Linked DNA regions of Rattus norvegicus: regions 1 and 2 are each linked to region 3. A link is a contact called in public Hi-C data. All regions are on one chromosome and are shown on one strand. Each heading gives the region's core, a stretch centred on a gene start, on an enhancer-like site or on the middle of the called end of the contact. The rest is flanking DNA. Distances are from core to core; before and after follow the strand shown.

Region 1 (2,865 bases), core at 16-2,515, 230 kb after region 3:
GTGCATAGGAAGTGCTTTTACCTAGTGGAGAGACCATCTGGCTAGCATTCTGCTTGCTTTTTTCTTTTCTTTTCTTTCCTCTCCCTCACCCCCCCATGCTCCCCCCCCCCCCCCGCTCGTTTTTTGTTCATTTGTTTTTCCGGATAGGGTTTCTCTATGTGGCCCTGGCTGTTCTAGAACTTGCTAGACCAGGAAGGCCTTGAACTCACAGAGATCTGCCGGCTTCTTCCTCCAGAGTACTGGGATTAAAGGCCTGCGTAGCCATCACCACCCAGCACAACCTTGGTTTTTAATGCAGGATCTCTTTGTTGGCATATAGACTGAGTCTCAAGCAAGGTCCAGAAACCCTTCCCTCAGTCTCTACCTCCCAAGTGCTGAGATTACAAATCTGCACTACAAAACTTTTCTTTTTTTAAAACAGGGATCTAGAATTAAACTCAGGTCTGGGCAAGCACTTTTTACTGAAGTCCTTGTTGGTTTTGAGACAGGATCTCATTCATCGTAATTCTCCTACTTCAGCCTCGTGAATGCTGGGATTACAGGCATGAGCCTATAAACCTAGGTTTGCTTTTTTTTTTTTTTTTTTTCTCGGAGCTGGGGACCGAACCCAGGGCCTTGGGCTTTCTAGGCAAGCGCTCTACCGCTGAGCTAAATCCCCAACCCCTGCTTTTGTTTGTTAACAGGATCTCATGTAACCCAGGCCTTGAACTTTTGATTCCTTTCACTTCTTTTTGTCCAAAAGCTGTGATCACAGGCATGGCCCACCATGACCAATTTGAGTACTGCATCTTACATAAGGATTTGAGAATGTGTCAGGAGAGGAAGGTGGGGAGGGGAGGGAGTCCTTCCTTCCTTCCTAAGCATCTCCAATTCCCTCCAGGAGGAATGTCTAGTTTTCTTTTTTTTTTTTCTTCCCTCAATAGGTCCATGTGGACAGGTCACATTTTAAGCATTCTGCTCATTTCACCACACCATGGACGCTGGAATCCCCGTAACAACTCGATAAACACAAGACCAGCTTCATAAATGATCGTGTTGACGTCCTCGAGGAGTCAAAACACCCGCCACTTTTTCTTTCTTTCTTTTTTTCTTTTTCCTCTCTGGGATTGATTGGCGTCTCTGTCACGTGATCCGGGGCGGCTAGCGGGCCTTGGGGTCTTGGGCATCCACGTGGTCTCCCGCAAAGCACGGAGGTGGCTCTGCGCAGGCGCGGCTGTCTACGCAGGCGCAAGCGCGTCCCGGGTGCACGGGCTCTCCGCCGGCGGTTAGCGAGAGCGGGATCGGGTGAGCTGAAAGCCGGCGCCATGGTGGAGAAGGAGGAGGTCAGCGGCGGCGGCGGCGGCATCAGCGAGGAGGAGGCAGCGCAGTATGACCGACAGATCCGCCTGTGGGGACTGGAGGCTCAGAAGCGGTGAGGGGCGCCGCGGGCCGGGGCCGGCGTATGGGCCCTGAGGGAGAGGGTGGGGCTCGGTTGTAGAACCGAGTCGGCGTTGATGCATTTGGTTGTCCTAGAGCTTCAGAATAGACGAATGGAGGGTGTTTCTGCAAAGTATGGGAGGTGGAGATGGCCCTTGTGTAGTAGTGTGTGTGTCCTCGGAGGAGGCGGGGAAGAGGGAGGATTCGAACTGGAGACTCCCTCGGTGTCTGTACCTGGTGATGGTGGGGTTTAGGTGAGGCTGTTAGAGTGTAAGAGGGGGTGGGCATGAGTGCAGAGTGTAGGGGCGGGCTGAGCTCATTAATTTCTAGTTAATGAGAACCTTTGTTGGATGCCCTGGGGACTTGGCAAACCCCACAGGCTCCTCTTGAGGAGTGCTCGAGAGCTAATTCTGACAAAGGGACTCCAGGAGAGGCGCTGAGTGGCCGAATTTATTGAGCACACTGCTACAGATGCTGTTTGGTTTGTTTTTTTCCCTTCCCCCTAGACCAGGTTTCTCTGAGCAGCCCTGGCTGACCTGGGACTCCCTCTGTAGACCATGCTGCTTCAAACTCAGAGATCAGCCTGCTTCTGCATCTTGAATGAGTACTGGGATTAAAAAGGCATGTGCCATAATGCCTGGCTTCCTTCACATTTTCGAGTTATGTTTTGCAGGGGGCATGGATGTTCATATTTTTAATTCCAGTACTCTGGAGGTAGAGTTTGAGGTTAGCCTGATCTATGTAGTTCCTGGACAGCCGGGGCTACCTCAGTGAGACACTGTCTCAAATCAAAACAAACTCCAAGGATAATTGTTTTTACAGCTTAGGCTGGCTTTGAACTTGCAGAGATCTTACTTCTCTCAGGTGCTGGGATAAAGGCATGCACTGTCACACATTGGCTCCCAGAGCATTTTTCCGGGAAGAGGTTTTAGAATTTTATGTGTTGGTTTCTGTGTATGTTTTCCGTGGTGCTGATGTGGATGCCAAAGGGTAACTTTGCACAGTCAGTTCTTGTCTTTCACCTTTATGTAGAGTCTGAGGTTTAAACTCAGGTTGTCAGGTGTCCGTCAGGCATTTGAGACTCGCACTTTACTTGGTGAGGCACCTTGCTGAGCATTTTTTATTGAACAAAATAGGCTCCTTCCCAACTTGAAGCTTATGTTCTGATGGGGACTAAGGACCGTATTCCTAATTAATAAAGTTCCGTAGGGGGTTGGGGATTTAGCTCAGTGGTAGAGCGCTTGCCTAGGAAGCGCAAGGCCCTGGGTTCGGTCCCCAGCTCCGAAAAAAAGAACCAAAAAAAAAAAAAAAATAAATAAATAAAAAAAATAAAGTTCCATAGGAATAAGACTCTAGGATAGTGTCGCACACCTGACACTGCAGCACTTTGGAGGCTGAGGATGGAGGAGTGGGCTCAAAACTAATCTTCAGTACAGAGTGAGATTGATG
Region 2 (2,700 bases), core at 32-2,531, 210 kb after region 3:
TGGCGGCGGCGGGGGGGTCCCGGGCACGGCCTCCATCGTTCCTTTGAGGGGGAGGGGATGTTAATGCACGAAAAAGGACTGCTTGGGCGTGGCGGGAGGGGCACACTTCAGCTCTCCAGGGCTCCTGATGGAAATTGGGCATATATATAGGTATATAGTATTTTTTTCGGTTTCGGAATCACCTCTGAGCCGACTTCCACGTAGGCCGCGAGGCCTAGGCCCCGGAGAGGCCGCCCGCCGCCTGCTTTCTCTGCAGCCTGGCCCTGCGGTCACTCGCTCACGGGCACAGGACCCTCATCGGGACGAGAGGTCCCCTTCCGCCACACACACACACACACACACACGCGCGGGCCCCCAAGGCCTGAGACCCGGGGGACACGAACACTGGTGGGTGGTTGGGTGTAATTAGCGCGGGCCGCGCGCAACGGAGCAAGCGAAGGGAAAGGGGGAAAGAGGAGAGCGAGCAAGGGAATGGTTAAAAAAAATCAGGGAGAAGAGGGAACGGGCTATGGAGATGGGCCGACTGTCTGCCCGCCCTAGATGCCCCAGCTGCCCGGCCCCCGCCGCGGTCAGGAATTGACACAAAATGGCGGCACAGCCGGGACGAGCACAGAGGCTGAAGCTGGAGGAAGGGCGTGGAGGGAGGGGGTAACTGGGAGGCCGAAGAAGCGTCACGTGGAGAAGGGCAGAGACAGCCCGCCCGAAGGCAGGCGGAAAGAACCGAAGCGGAAGGGCGAGGCGGAGAAGAGAAGACGGAAAGAACCGAACACAGCTGAGAATAACTCGAGACTAAAATGAGCCGGAAAGAGCCGAAGAAGGATCTAGGTCACTGAAGCAACGTGAAGCGGATCAAAGACCCACCTAAAGAACCAAGGGTGGTCGTGGGGGTGGGGCTAGAGAAGGCACGGAGAGCCGGAAATAGCCGAGGCGCTTCGGGATTGGAGAACCCGGGGGACTTGCGATAATCCGGAAAGAGCCGAAGTCAGTGAAGGGATCCCAGTAGGAGGCGGAAGTAGCCGAAATAAATTGAGCCGAGCGAATAGGAATTAGCGAATGAGCTGAACGGGTGGGGCTGGAAAGGCGATTAAATAACTCAAGGGTAAATGACTTTCAGGAACTCGCCCCAAAGCAAGCGAGAAGAGCCGAAAATTGCTAGTTTGAAGGAAGGCGGGAAGAGCCAAAAGTTTTAGGTGGGAGAATAATGGGAGGGAAAAAAATTTAACCGAAAGCCGGAGACCGGTCCCAGGAGTCGGACGTTTCCGAAGAGGGGCTGGAGCAGAGGCGGCCCGGAGATGACGTCACTACATAACTCAGCCAGTGGCGTCATCCTTGGAGGCGAGAAGGGCGGGGCCAGGCTGTGAAGGCGAAGTGGAAATCTTGATAGGGTTCTTAAACCATTAACAAAAATTTTGACGTCCACCCCCTGCCCAAGTTGATGTTCCTAGTTTATAGATGGAGACTGAACCCGAAGCCTGGTTGTTTAGTTGGCTTAAGATCATGTGTTTGGAGCCGGGATATGCAGAAACGTTGAAATTGGTAGTGCTAGCCTCTAAGCATACAGGAAACCCTTCATCCGCAGCACCTTATAGAATCGGTTGCGGTAGCCACAGCGTGTAACAGCAGCACTCAGTGTGGAGGCAGAAGAATGAGAAACTCAAGATCATCCTGACCCGCACAGTGGAAGAACCGACTCCCGAAAGATACCACATTCTCTAACCTCATGCAAGAATCATGGTGCAGGCAGGGACAAGGAAGGAGAAGAGAGTCAGAGCCTTGTGACAAGGGAAATTTTTTTTTCACCTGAGATATAGGGGTAGGGGTGTTATGAAATATAATGCAGCGGGCCCATGCAATTTATGTCCCTAAGAAATTACACCTCGTAACAGATTTATTGGGGAAGGGACAGGAGTGAGGGCCAAGAGAAGGGGTAAAGGCTTGAAAGACCCCCTCCCAGAAAGGGAATTGTACAAGCCCAAGGCCCTCAACTATAGAAATAAAAAGTAAGTTTTTAGATACAGACTCAGAACTAAAATAAGCCTGGGAAAGTTCAGATGTGTCCAAGCTTTGTGGGACAAACTGACCCATCATTTAGACGAAACAGACCATAAAAGAAAACAAAATACAGAAACCAGTCTAAATTATTGGTATTGCTTTATGGGCCACCTAACAAGAGATAAGCCCCTAGCCCCTGACATTCCGGACGCCCCAACCTGCACGTATTCTCTTGCTATGTGACAACCTCATTTGAATAGCCAATTGGGTGTAACCATACATCCGCGCCTCACTTGAATCCACCAACCATGCATCTGCTTCTGTAAGCCTGCTTCTGCTCCCCAATACCCTATAAAAATCCGTCCCTGGTTCTGCTAGGCGCGCCAGTCTTCCGAATTGACTGGGACACCCACAGGTACCTGTGTATCCTGATCAATAAAAATCCTCTTACAGATTACAGCCTGTGGACTCGGACTGGTCATTGGGCTCGAGGATCTCCCTCCTGAGGGAAGATTCTCTCTGAGAGTCTTACAGGCTGACAGACTGAAGCAGAGCCATAAGAACAAAGAACAGAAAGGGGGCACCAGGGACAGAAATGGGAAGAGATAGCAGAGAACACACACACACACACACACACACACACACACACACACGGGAGGGGGAACACACACCTGCAGAACCTGGCAGCAGGTGATGACTTAAACCATC
Region 3 (2,831 bases), core at 261-2,760:
GATGGAATGCAGTGCCTTGTGTATATATGCACGCCTTCTACAAATGACTTCTGTCCTCAGCCCCAGGCTGGCGAAGAACCCACTTTTAACTGTCAATCTCTTCAGCCTACACCACCGGAACCTGCCCTCCTAACAAACTTTAATGAGAGGCTTCATTTGTTGGGATGTTTTAAGATTTGAGCACATGTAATTTTATTTAGCAAGGCTTACTAAGTACTCAATACGTGGAAGTTATTCCCCTATACCCCACCCTCATTTAGAGACACAGTAGTCCTCCTTTAATTCCCTTGTTGCTTTCTGATGTATCAGTTACCCGTGGCCAGGAGGGAGATATAAATAAGAGATCACATTCACATTTCTCTCATTACAGCGTAATATATTCAAAGTTTTTCTATTATTGTGGTTAGTTCTTTACTAAGAGTAATTCATCAGCTTATAGATATCCATGTATAGGGGAAATCGCCCACATCTTACAGGGTTCTAGTAGTTCGAGGGTCCCATTGTGAATTGTACCCATAGGGACTATTATACCTCATTCGAGTCTCCATGCAACACTTTTTGAGTTCAGTATTGTTATCCCACTTTACAGATGAAAAGCCTGGAAAGAAGGGCAATGCTGAATCGGAAACCACGTGCTTACTTCATGCATTCCGCACACTGTAAGGCGCCGGGGAAGCCTGTCTTTAACAATCCATCCTTCCGGAGGGCTCCCAAAGGAATACAGGGTTAGAGGGGAGCCCTCTTACATCACCATTTCCCCTGCAAGCACCCAAAGTGACATGTGGTTTGCTGTCATTTGCCCGATGCTGACCTGGAGGGTAGGGCTGCAATGCAAGGCCTGTCCTCCTTCTGCCTGGGACCAAGCACTGGGTGAAATCACCGGTAACTTGTATCAACGCGCCTGGCCCACAGGTTTTTCTTCAGCGCCGGGGAAAGAGCACGTGCCCCCTGTCCCCGCCCACTCTTCCGGGCTGGCCAACGTAGAGCTTGGATTGGGCTGCGGGGGACCACGCCCCCTTGCCTTGCCCAATCGACTCCGTCGCTGGGTACGCTGCCTTCTTCACAGCCCCGCCTCGCCACCCCACGTTACGTCTATCTCTCCCACCCCCACCTCCGTTATCCCGAGGCTGCGGCTCGACTAGGCGAACCCAACTCCCTCTGCCTCCCATTGGCTAGTGAGGTCCCGCGCGAGCGGGATGGAGCCCTAAGTACCCGCCCTGAAGATCCAGGCCATGCCTCTCAGAGCTGGCTTTCTCCTGGAGCCGGCGCGGTGTGGGGAGGGGCAGTGGGGATCTGCTCCTGGTGCGCGCAACGTTGTGCGCGCCCCCTACAGGCCCCTCCCTCCCTTTGGTGGCTTTGCAGACTGCAGCCGCCTCTGCGCAGGCGCACTAAACCCACCCCGCGCCCTCCTGTGCCAGTTCGCGGGTGTCCTCGCGCTGTGTGAATCTGGCGTCGCAGACGCTGGGGTAGCGGCATTTTCCTCAGGCGCGCACGCGCACTCGCACCCCCGGTGTCCGTGCGTGCCTGTCCTCCTGGGCTACTGTCCTCGAGGTGCGCTTGGCCCTGTGGGCCGTTATCCACCTTCCATCCCCCGCCCCAGCGCCTTTCGCCCCTCAGAAACGCACGCGCACTTGCGAGAGGGTCTCCAGCACGCGCACGGCCGCGGCGGCCGCAGGAAGGAGGCGACAACGCCGCCGCCGCCGCCATTGCGCGGGAGGGAGGGAGCGAGCGAGCGAGCGAGGCTGGTCCGCCCTCCCCCTGGTTCCCGCCCCTCCCCCCTTCCCCTCCCCGCCCCCCCGCCCCGAGGGAGAGCCGCGGCGCGGCGGGAGGAGGTGGAGGAGGCGGAGGAGGGAGCCCGCGAGGGAGGGTCCGCCCGGCCCCCCGCCGGAGCCGCCACCGCCGCCTCAGCCGCCTCAGGAACGAGTCGCTAGGGGAACATGGCGCCGGGCCCGCCGTCGCAGCGGCCGGGATCGCGGAGGCCGGGGCCGCGCTGAGGGCGCCCCCAAGGCTGGTAAGTGTCTCGTCGCTGGCAGAGGGGAATGTGGGGACGGGCGAGGCGCCGGGCGCCGCCCCGATGCGGGATCCAAGGGTGGGGGAAAAGGCGGGGACCGCAGGGCCCGGAGCCCGCGAACAATGGAGGAGCCGGAGGGGGAGGGGAGGGAGCGCCCCCCCAGCGCCCCGCGGTCCCCGCGTCCCGGCCGCTGCATGCCCGGGCCCGGCCCGCGCGGCCCGCCTTGCCCTTCCTATTCGCCACTGTCCCCGCAGCCCTGCAATCCCGGCGTCTGCCTCCTCACACGCCCCACCACGACCCGATGGGGGATCTCGGTGTCTCAGCCTCCACTTGAGATATCCGACTCCCAATTCTGAGCCGTCTCCTTTCCCACTTCCTACCCCCCCCCCCCGACCCCTAGTCATACCCTTCACTACCTTTTGGAGTCCGCTGTGCTCCTGGGACATCCTCCTCATTGACCCCTCTGTATCCCTTCTGACGCTCACTTTGGACATTCGTGGCCCTTCTACCTTACCTGTTTTCTGCTAGCATCACTTTTGGGGGGAAGTCCCCATCCTCCTCCTTTGGCCTATCTACTGTTATTATCCCTGCCTTAGAACATCTTGCATCCCCAGGAGCTGTCCCTTTAGGACCTGCGGTTCCACCTCCGTGGAGATCCATACTAGATGTCTGTTGATGTAGTCACTGCTCTGCTGCCCTCCTGGTCTCTGCTTTGGACATAATTCCTCCTCCCATTTGAGCCCAACTGCCCCAAATTTTTGCCCTGGCCGCAACACTGAACCTTCTGCACCTCCTTGGGAATGCCCCTAGGCTGCCTCTC

The links. A called contact is a pair of places that touch in the nucleus more often than the background predicts.
Region 1: a contact with region 3 is called in a Hi-C map of the A7r5 cell line, with 5 times the contacts expected there. The contact joins the promoter of Sae1 here to the promoter of Arhgap35 in region 3. A contact is called at or near these places in 2 of 12 Hi-C or Micro-C datasets (the A7r5 cell line and Schwann cells).
Region 2: a Hi-C map of prefrontal cortex shows a contact between it and region 3, with 3 times the contacts expected there. The contact joins the promoter of Zc3h4 here to the promoter of Arhgap35 in region 3. A contact is called at or near these places in 4 of 12 Hi-C or Micro-C datasets (the A7r5 cell line, Schwann cells, frontal cortex and 1 more) and 1 of 1 datasets of contacts at active chromatin or transcription factors (oligodendrocytes).

Annotation. Positions count from the first base shown.
Region 1 is chr1:86,213,489-86,216,353 of GRCr8, reverse strand. It overlaps Sae1 (SUMO1 activating enzyme subunit 1), which reads left to right and starts at 1,265. Exons shown (of 9, transcript NM_001012063.1): 1 at 1,265-1,411. The coding sequence starts at 1,305. It also overlaps the pseudogene Ftl1-ps12.
Region 2 is chr1:86,233,038-86,235,737 of GRCr8, reverse strand. It overlaps Zc3h4 (zinc finger CCCH-type containing 4), which reads right to left and starts at 1,281. Exons shown (of 15, transcript NM_001427315.1): 1 at 1,224-1,281; 2 at 1-41. The coding sequence starts at 36.
Region 3 is chr1:86,446,093-86,448,923 of GRCr8, reverse strand. Arhgap35 (Rho GTPase activating protein 35) reads left to right here and starts at 1,510. Exons shown (of 7, transcript NM_001271132.1): 1 at 1,510-2,011.